Regions from separate parts of the Mus musculus genome. Here regions 2 and 3 are each linked to region 1. A link is a contact called in public Hi-C data. All regions are on one chromosome and are shown on one strand. Each heading gives the region's core, a stretch centred on a gene start, on an enhancer-like site or on the middle of the called end of the contact. The rest is flanking DNA. Distances are from core to core; before and after follow the strand shown.

Region 1 (3,223 bases), core at 468-2,967:
GTGCCTCCCACCTGGATACCAGCCTGGCATGCGCTCTTCCAGTACCTGCAGACTGCAGGGAGGGAGACAGTGTGCCTCTGTGGTGGGTTTTTGTTTCTTTTTTTCTTTTCTTCTCCTCAGAGGTGTTTTGACCTGCCGCTGAGCACAAAAGCCTAGATGGCTGGAAGCAAAGTCCTGACTATAAAGCTGTCACCTCAGGTGTGAGCCTGGAGTTAGTAACAGGGGTCATGCTTCAACCAGAACCACCACAGCTCTCACCTGCAGCTTCATTGTCCTGGGAAAACCTTTCTTACCTCCCTTACCACTCGTGCCCAGGGCTGTTTTATTTCTCCCCCAAAGCAGGATGTTCCTGGGGTGAGGACCTTGTCCCTTTGCTTGACCCCCTATGGGCCCGTTACCCAGGCGTGCTCTCAGCCTTCGGTTGATAGGCAGCCTATGCCCTCCCACTATAGGGCGGAGTCAGGGCTTTCCACGCCCACCCTTCTTGCTCAAGCGCTGTTTCTCCACGGCTCCTGTGGGAGCTGGGGAGGGTGGCCTGTTTGGAAAGCTGAGGTGTGCCCTTCTCCTTGGCAGTCAGTCATCAAGGGTGCTTGCAACAACTTGGCATGTGTGGAGGCTGAGGCAGGGCAGCCTTGGCAGGGTGTGACGGAGGAGGCAGTACTGTCCTGCCCCCGGCTCTAGGAGTGGCACTTAGCCACTTCTGTCCACGCTGGGTAGGCAGTGAGTTCACCCTCCAGGGCCCGGCCCCCCAACAATTTTGCCTTCTCTTCCTGGGTCACCTGAGGTTTTCCCCAAAGCTCCCTTTTGCTCTCAGCCTTGTCCCCCTGACCAGACTCGGAAGGAAGCACGTACAATTCCCAGTAGAGCTAACGGGTGGGAAACACATTGCCATAAAGTGGCGGTTCTGGGGCCCTTAGGCTGCCTGGCCCTGGAATGTCACCCAGGAGCGGTGATCCCTTCTAGGATCTGCAGTGATAGATTAAGTGAGGCAGGCTACGCAGCACCTGGGAAAAAATCCAGTCTGCTGGGTGTGTCCCTCTCAGGATCTGGGGCCAAACACCTGGGTGTTTACGCCAGGATGATTGAGTGAAATTCTTGCAGGAGCGGCGCCAACAGGGAGCCTCGGGCATCTGTCCTTGTCCCGTAACACCCCCACTCCATCCCCACGCCCACCAAGATTCATTACTGTGGGACTAGAATAAGCAGGAGACCCCTACTTAGTGCCCTTCCCCTACCTCCTTCAGGATGCTGATGCGACCCGTTTCCAGAATCCTATCTAAGGTCTGCTTCCCGCACTAGGTGGACAGTGAGGAAAGGGACACGGAGACTTCAGACTTCAGGGTTGGCCCCTCCCCGAGGCAGGCAGACTTATAGAAGATTCCTTCCACCCGCCTGTGTCCTAACTGAAGCTATTGCCTCTTAAGTCCTACTGTTCACTAAGATAGAGCACCGGTGCTGGGGCTGCCTGCCGCTGGGGCTTTCTTTCGGAGCTCGTCACTGGCTGAGGTCATCTTGCAGGTGCTTCATTCCTAGGCTTGCCAGGAAGGTGAACTCCCCTCCCCCTCCCAAGGGCGGTTCCACCGAGGGAGCTAAGCTTGGGAACCGTAAGGTTCCAAAAGGCCGAGGCACACAGCAGGACACCGCTTACACTTCAGAGTGCCAAGTGACAAAGGGAACAGAAAGAGCTTGCTGAGCTTACAGTACCTCAGAGCCACTCACATGCAAAGAAGCTAGAGGCCGGAGGAGAGCAGAAGGGTGGTGGGAACGCCAGCAGTGGCGACTCCAGGGACACCTTTCCTTTTTCATCTAGTGCCCCCTGGTGGCAGAATCTATCAGGATGCCAGCCGATTAGCGGGCGTGGGGGCTGGGAGGGGGACGGGACGATTCCTGTTGCACCGGCAAAGGGCAGTGATTTGAAGTTGGGCAATAGCTGCCTCTTGAGAGTCTTCACTGATAAGGCCATGCCTCCATCCAGACTTAGATGAAACATTCCAGAATTCGTTAAGGCCAGCCCCACCTAAGCACAGAGTGTGTTCCGAGAACGGCGTCCATCACAGTTCCCAGCGCACATCAGGAGCCAGATCTCCGAGCAAGTAAATCAGTTCAGACAGTCGCTGTGCAGGCAGAGTTGGAAACGTCTTGACCCTGGAGCTTATGTTCCAAGGGATACTTACCTCTTTAAGAGAAGGCAAGGCTGTCTCCCTCCCGTAGTACCCTGCCCCTCCCCTAGGCCTCTGAAACCTGATCTAATCCCTTTGCACGCGGGTAATTTATTGGTCTATTGGGCTTTTCTTGGTGGCAAATTACATTGTCTTTATTCCTAGGCTCTGGCCCCGGAGTGCCTCGAGGAATTCCTAAGACTCCTTTCTCATGGTTGATCCTTCACACCCCCTCTGGGCCCCGGCAAAATAAGTTTTATTGGGATGCTTTGTCATGCAAACAGGGTGGTAATAAGCAGGCTATTATTCCGAAAGATTGGGCTTGATTAACAGCTCAAAGGAGGACTTGAGAACAAACGGATCTGTTGCTGTACTAGCAGAGCAGATTTTTTTTTCCTTATCATGCGGGTCCATTTAGTATTCTGAGATCCTGCTTTGACTTTCTGCCTCCCAGAGGGGTTGCCATCCACCGAAAAGTAATGACATCTGAGCCTGAGCCATGTGGCTCAATCCAATTGGGAGGCACTGTGGAGCTCTACCTTTAAAATGTGAGTGGCCAGCTATGAGCGCATACATGCTCCCTGAACCCTGGATACATGGGAGACCCAGGGTTCCACCAGACAGAGTTGGACACAGGTGGGGTTGGGCGGGGCGCGGTGTACGCATGACATCTGAAGTCTCAAAAGATGCTTTCAGTGTGAGTGCTGTTCTCGGAACACACTCTATGCTTAGGCGGGGCTAGCCTTACAAATTCTGGAATGTTGCATGATGGTATCAGCAAAGATTATCAAGAGGTGCAATTCACCGGGTAGTGTGAGAGTCAACAGGGACCCAAGAAGCTTCCTCAGCCCCACAGTGATTAGAAATAGAAGAACTGAGTGAGAGAAAGACAGAATCAAGATGAGGAGGGCCTGTTTATGGGAGATTGATGGACCGATGCGGGAAAGATGTGTCCTGTAGCCACCTTCCTGAGGCCCTGAATGAAGCTGGCCAGGTTACTCAAGGCTCCCAGAGGAGCAGCTGCCAGAGAAGGTAGCACGGAGAAGGAAGCCTGGGGCACCTCT
Region 2 (3,223 bases), core at 361-2,860, 270 kb before region 1:
GGTCTGTCTGAACAGCACACCTGTCCTGCCAGACACATTGTTCCCAGACCACCTGGGGCGGACTTCAGGCAGTCTCTTGAAAAATCAAACCGTGCCGTGGCAGCTTGACATGAGAAGAGCTCAGCCACTCACAATGAAGAGCAGAAATGAGATCAATGAGGAGTTTCTCATACTTTAAGGAACTCAGCATGTACTGTTTGATGATGTCCTAGGCTAAAGACCATAAAACCAGGACTTTTTGGCTAGGGAATCATTTGGCATAGATTTAAAGCCATATTGATTCACCTCTGCTCATTGCCCGGGGGGGGGGGGGGTGGAGGGGGTGGGGTGAAGGGGTTGGCATGACCAGGTTGGTTTGAACTTGTGTTGTAGGTCGGGAGCTGCTTCCTCATGCTTAGCAATGACAAGCTCACAGACATTTTCTTTTGGAGTGTGTAGCCGCCATCTCTCGCCCACAGATGAAGAGAGTGATGTCAAGAGGCAGCAATGAAACCATCACTCATTTTCTCCATTTCGTCAGAGGGAGAGCCTCCTCCTGTGGCCACACAGTCATGTCAATGGCCTGTCACAAAGCACATCGTTCAGCTTACGTTTTTGTAACCAAATCAGTTGCACCCCTCCACCCCCACCCCCACCCCCACCCGTCAACTATGAAAACAAACAAATTCTCTGGTTTTGTTTTTTTTTTGTTTTTTTGTTTTTTTGTTTTTTGTTTTTTGTTTTTCCAGATCTTCTTGCCTTTGGCGATCTCAGAATGCGAGGAGTGGGCCAGCATGGGGAGACAGATGTCTGCTAAGATTTCTCTCTGTTCTCAGTTCCTTTTGTAAAGTGATAGATGCGAGCAAGCTTCTCCCTGACCTAGTTCAGTTCACTTCGGAAGTGCTAGTGCTGCCTCGGGACTGAACCAGGCTCTCTCTTTCCCCACAGCAGGAAAAAGAAAAAAAAATGGCTGTTCCCAACTACGCTTCTATCCACACACCCTGCATGGACATCTCACTCCAAAGAAAGGCACCAGAGTTTCAGGAGTTTCAAGCACTCTGATAAAGTAGCCTTCTTTGCTGACTAGGGTTAGGCTCTCTTTGCAGCTATGGGAAGGCACTGCTATAGGAAACCACCCAAAAGGGCCTCTCCGACCTGGGTAGAAAACTCTGGCCCAAATCTCTGGTGAAAACTCAGAAGATGGCGCACAGAACCTGTTGGCCTTGACTGCAAGTTTTGAGTCAAAGAACCTTGGGACTCAAAGTTTGGATGGGTGGGGGTGGGGGAATGGGTCTGAATGGAAATCCAGAATGATGAGGCCTCTGACCCCAGGGAGACCTCCTGGGCCTCATTTTGGGTATGAATGTCATATGTTTTGTGCTGATGGAATATGACTCCTGCCATATATACCCCCATAAGTCTGCCATGGAAATGAAAGTACATTCTCAAAGCACTGAGCTCAGAGAAGCACTGCCCTTGACTCAGAGAAGGAAGACACACGGAAGTGTGACTGTCAGTTACCAGAGAAAACTTTTTAACGTAGGCCTTGCCAAAAGATGAAGGCCTTAGGTGGCTGTTTCACCCTTTAGTCTTTGGGGTTTTCTACATAAATTGATTAGAAACACAGCTTCCAGACAAGACATATGCGTGTAATCCCAGCATGACACACGCTTGTAATCCCAGAACTAGGGAGTTGTAAGCAAGAGGATCAGGGCTTGGAGGCCAGCCTAGGCTAAATGAGACACTATCTGAAATAAGAATAATAAAATACTACTTCCTCCTGGAAAAAAAAAAAAGCCAGACAGCCACCAACTGGAGTATATACAAGCCTGGCGATGGGTTTCATCAACAGAAGTGCAGAGAATAGCCAGCTTGCTTTGCCAGGCACAGGCTAAAGCTCACTGCCCAGAGGCACCAGGGACAGGTTCCACATGCTTGACACAGAGCCAGGAGTTCTGGAGCCAACTCAAAGTCTCTGTCCTCAGAAGAGCTCAGAAGAAAAAAAAAAATGCACTGGAATAAAGTAGTCAATGCCCACCCAATACCCAAAGTACAAAAACTCCATGCCTTGGACTCGCTGAGTCCAGAGTTCAGGCTGAGTCTTAATGATGTGGGAAGCATTACAGACTGTGGACAGACAGCCACCTCCCTGCCATCGGCAGAACAATCGGAAGACAGAGACGATGCATAGGGGCCCAGAGGATCCTGCTGGGCTCTAGGCTCAATCATTGCTCTGTGGATTTGCAATATGGGAGTACATTGTGCACAAACAAGCTTTGTATTCTGCACAGCTTCAACCTTGCTTCTTGTGTGTCTCTTTGCAATATAAACTTAAATATATACTTTAATGTGCTCAGCCTACCGAGGACTGATGGAGGAATGGCTGAAGACAGCCGGAACACTTGATGTGAAAAAAATTCTATAGCTTGAAAGGATGCCCAGAAAGGCTTCAGGGTGACCCAAATAAGGACACAGGGCAATACATCTTGAATCTTCTTTCCTCTGATTCAGGAACAGAATATGGACCACCACTGCCAGCCAGCCAGCCAGCAGGATCTTCAGCGCAGTACATTCCCAAAAGTTTCTCCAGAGGGAATATCTGTGTGGTTCAGGGATGTTTCAGAGCTGGCTAAGCCTTCCCTGTGTGTGCCAACCAATATAATTAAAAATGCATCCCAAGTAAACCTCAGACAACTGAGCCCTCCGCTGCAACGTGGGGGGGCGCGCTCACTGTCGGAGGGTGGTCACCCCGGTGGGCGCAAACATTGCCCCAGGTGCTCTGCAGCTGGCTGCAAAGGCTCGTGAAATTCTATCCTTTCAAGTTCCCAGTGTGCTGGAGAGCAACCCTGAGAGGCCGGCTGGCAGCCCTGCCCCACCTGTGGAAACTAATGATACCAGCTCAGCATATTGGCAGAGGAAGGAAACTTGCACTGCAAACAGACCTACCGAAACACTGGAAGTATGTCTGAACAGAAGCACATTGATTCAAGTCGCTCAAAGATCAAATTACTCTCCCAGCCCAGGTGATTTTGTCCTAGAAGCCAGGATACTTGTATCGACAAGAATATTGATGAAAAACCACTCGCTGCATCTCGGCGGACCATATTAAGGCTGTTAATCTCGGAAGTGTCCCATAATTTTTATCCGACATGCAGACTCTTCATTGGAAAGAGTTTTAACTCCAATGCAAACAGTAATAAGGAAATAAAATCACTGGTGTATGTCTTTTCCAATATCGGACTTG
Region 3 (3,223 bases), core at 418-2,917, 260 kb before region 1:
TCTTTTACAGTTCGTGACAAGTGCCACAAGCCCAGGAGGGGCCTACTTATATTTGAGGGTACTGCCACAATACTAAGGATCATGGCTGGCTGCTTTCCCCTTCCTCTGAGCAGGCCCTGCTAGTCAAAACCAAAGGTTTACTGTTCCACAGAGCCGCACAACCCCAGCACGATAATTGGTTCTTAAATGAGCCTGGGACCCTCAGTTTATCCAGTCACAGTGAAGTCTAGATTTAGGGTCTGTGGTTAAGATAAAGAAGGAATCCCGCTGTTAGGCATGGATGACAACATGCATTTCCCTTCCCCTTGTCCTCTCAGCTACACGGAGACCCAATGGGAAGCCATTGGAGAACCAATAGGAAGCCATTCTTAGCATCTAGGTAGCATGGAGAGCATCTAGGGAGCATGGACATTTCTGCCTGCTGGCTTCAGGATTAAGCACTGCCAGGCAGCAGCACCCACTCTGATTTTAAACTAGTTGGATTTGGATTTTTTTTTTAATTTACAATCCAAAACATCTTATCGCGGACTACTATAAATCCAGAAGGGCTCTTGGATTGGATGTCACAATTTAGGTGACATCTAAGAAAGGCCACAGATCCTGAAGTTCAAATTTTGTTTCTGGGAAGCTGATCCCTCAGGAGCCCGGCCAAGCTTCTCTGCCTGGAGCAGTCTTGACTGCCAGCCCTCCCTGAGTGGAGCCTAAAGCCCCGCAGCTTGTCACACTGTTATGTTAACAGAGCAAGCCCAGGATGCTGTTTGGCCTTTGTAGGGTGCCACAGCTCCTCCCAGGGTAGAGAAGTGCAATTCCTCTGTTCTCTCTTTCCCCCTTCCTAATCCTTGGCACCCCCCTCCCCTCCCCCTGCTCTTGCCCCGCCCCCCATGGGTCTTCAAAGGGTTAAATGCAGCTGAAGTTGCTTTTAAGAACAGCTGGAAACAAAGTGCTGCCCCAGGCTGAGAGCGGCCAGGAGGGGTCAGGAGGTTAACTGAATTATTTTCCACGGGAATAATTTTCTAAGGGAAATGGTAAAGTTATTTAAGCCACCAGGTGGGACACATAAAGGACAATCTTTCCCAGCCTTCCAGAAATGAATGCTGTTTGGCCTCACAGAAAATTTGGGGGGTTGGGGTGGGGGTGGGGAGAGGACTCAGGCTTGCATAATGAACTCTAAACCTTAGTAACATTAAATGACTTTTTGTAGCTAATTTGTATGGAGTGGGTGTGGCTGCTTTTGTTGGAAGAGTTCCAAGGACCCTCCGAGCCATATTTTCAAAAAAGAAAAGAAAAAAAAAATAGTGTCACCTGCTCAGAAATAATAGTGGGATGGGGGCTGGGAGAGAAGACTGTAATATGTTCATGCTCTTTGACACATTACTCCCACTCTTGTCATTACAGCCCAGAGAAATACACCCAACGAGGGAAATAAGCTTTATGTGCAAAGATGTTGGGTACAACATTATTTATGATTTTGGAATTAGAAAACAAAAGATTCAACGAAGGGAATAGATTATTGCACATCAGTGTGAGAGGATATCACGGGCCGTTAAAACGGCAAAGTAACAGCATGGAAACTGTCAACTTAAAAAAGCAGGCATAAAACAATACTCTGGGTGGTGGTAACCAGGTAACTGCCGTCTGCTTGTAAATAGAGGAGAGCATGGTAAGGAGGAAATCCAGCCCAGCCAATGGAATCATGGGATCTCTTCAGCCTTTGCTCAGTTCTGTGTAATGTTTATTTCTCTTCTATTGTTTAAAAAAAAAAAAAAGTTGCATTAAGGAAAATAAAATGCTTGAAAATTGTGGAGAGAAGTGTATGTGAGCCTCTGTAAATGTCTAAGAAAATACTACACTGTTTTCAAGGAATGAACTGTGTGGCAGGTGAGTTACATCTCAATAAAGCTGTTACAAAAAAACATCTTAAAAAATTTAAGTTGAGCCACTTTGGAGAAAGAGAAGAAAAGATCTTTGTTTTCCATTTAAGGAGCAATGCTTGTCAGCAGTGAGAACAGGGGCCTTTGGAATGAATTCTCCACACAATTTATTAAGTTGCTTACAATTACCACCCTAGGCCTTGTTTTATAACCAGAACATGCTCAGTGGTCTTAAAGGGACAGGGGCCTCGTTGGTCAGTCCTAAGAGATCGTTGGTAGTGGGAGAAAAGTTCCAGAGTTAGACAGACTACTGCTCTGGCAACTGTCATCCCTGACTCTTAGCAGCAGCAACTACACAAAAGTCTCTCGGGTCAGGGCTCCCAGCATATCCCAGGCTGGTGTGATAGCTCTTAGGCTCTGGATGCAGGGACCCTCGGCCCCTTAGGACTTTTTGGACCCCTGGAACTTTCCATCATCATTCTTTTGTCAAAGGTCTTCAAGTGTCCCACCTTCAGCTCTGTTGGTTCTCTGCCCTCTTTTTTGCCTTCTCCATATTTTCACCATCTATCGTCCCTGGGGCCTGTTCCCTCCCCTGCCTCTATAGCAGATCGCCTGCATTCTCAATAATCCAGACTCCCACTGAGGCAACAGCCCCTACTGCTATCTTCTCCTCTTTGGGTTACCAGCTCATGCTACCCGTGATAAAATGAGTATCTAAGGAAAGACCATTACGGAGAAATCTTTGATTGGCCCTAAGGATGCCACACCAGAGGGTAGCATAAGAGGTGTCTCCTAGGTGACTCAAAACACATGCATTATATAGCCAGAGGTGGGTCCCGGTGGGTATGGCATGGAAATAGAGGTTTATAGTTTGTGCAAACCACAGTTTATCTTCCAGTTTCATCAATCAAAAGCCTTAGACAAAGACAAATCACATGATTATTTTTTTCTTGGATTACTAGACAAGTGCCCCTCCGCTGTGTGAGAGAAAGAATGAGCTACAAGGTGAACAGAGTTATCTAGAAACTCAGAGGCTTTGGAGAGCTGAGCCTGCTAGAGCTATCTGAAACTGTAGCAGGAGCAGGATCCAGGCCCCTTAAATGTCTTGTTACTGCTTTGCTGAGATATAATTTGCCATGGGTGATGAAGCCAGTGACCTCCTAATGTGAAAATCCTACAGACTAGTGGCAGTGGAGGTGGCCCTGAAACTGGAAAGACCTGGGGTTTTGAATACTGTCTCCAGGATTCCAGCACTTTCACATCACTTACGTTACCAGAAGCATGCCTTTCTATGCTGGGTTTCCAAACGCAACTGAAACAAAATAAAAATATGTGACCGCTCCTGACATACA

Evidence for each region. Hi-C and Micro-C count contacts between places; a contact is called where the count stands out from the background.
Region 2: a contact with region 1 is called in a Hi-C map of muscle stem cells, with 2.2 times the contacts expected there. The contact joins two enhancer-like sites. A contact is called at or near these places in 7 of 39 promoter capture datasets (3T3-L1-derived adipocytes, embryonic stem cells and liver), 2 of 15 datasets of contacts at CTCF or cohesin (the NIH/3T3 cell line and stem cell-derived epiblast-like cells), 23 of 484 Hi-C or Micro-C datasets (beige adipocytes, differentiating embryonic stem cells, embryonic stem cells and 6 more) and 25 of 115 datasets of contacts at active chromatin or transcription factors (craniofacial prominence, embryonic basal ganglia, embryonic forebrain and 10 more).
Region 3: a contact with region 1 is called in a Hi-C map of stem cell-derived cardiac mesoderm, with 3 times the contacts expected there. The contact joins two enhancer-like sites. A contact is called at or near these places in 13 of 39 promoter capture datasets (3T3-L1-derived adipocytes, cranial neural crest, embryonic stem cells and 5 more), 1 of 15 datasets of contacts at CTCF or cohesin (stem cell-derived epiblast-like cells), 37 of 484 Hi-C or Micro-C datasets (the C2C12 cell line, beige adipocytes, differentiating embryonic stem cells and 11 more) and 31 of 115 datasets of contacts at active chromatin or transcription factors (craniofacial prominence, differentiating embryonic stem cells, embryonic basal ganglia and 12 more).

The regions. Positions count from the first base shown.
Region 1 is chr7:73,397,969-73,401,191 of GRCm38.p6, forward strand. The region is part of intron 2 of Rgma (repulsive guidance molecule family member A); the gene reads left to right. LOC115486533 (a long non-coding RNA gene) reads left to right here. Exons shown (of 2, transcript XR_003946803.1): 2 at 1-3,223. Among named protein-coding and RNA genes, the nearest start is that of A730056A06Rik, 24 kb to the left of the region's middle. Within about 2 kb of position 1,718, at least 133 of the 459 cell types and tissues checked have an H3K27ac peak or open chromatin away from gene starts, as enhancers often do. A contact at or near this core is called in craniofacial prominence, differentiating embryonic stem cells, embryonic limb bud and 4 more, where this site is marked.
Region 2 is chr7:73,123,266-73,126,488 of GRCm38.p6, forward strand. No RefSeq gene overlaps it. Among named protein-coding and RNA genes, the nearest start is that of Gm6567, 23 kb to the left of the region's middle. Within about 2 kb of position 1,611, at least 4 of the 459 cell types and tissues checked have an H3K27ac peak or open chromatin away from gene starts, as enhancers often do. A contact at or near this core is called in muscle stem cells, where this site is marked.
Region 3 is chr7:73,140,559-73,143,781 of GRCm38.p6, forward strand. No RefSeq gene overlaps it. Among named protein-coding and RNA genes, the nearest start is that of Gm6567, 40 kb to the left of the region's middle. Within about 2 kb of position 1,668, at least 34 of the 459 cell types and tissues checked have an H3K27ac peak or open chromatin away from gene starts, as enhancers often do. A contact at or near this core is called in craniofacial prominence, differentiating embryonic stem cells, embryonic limb bud and 3 more, where this site is marked.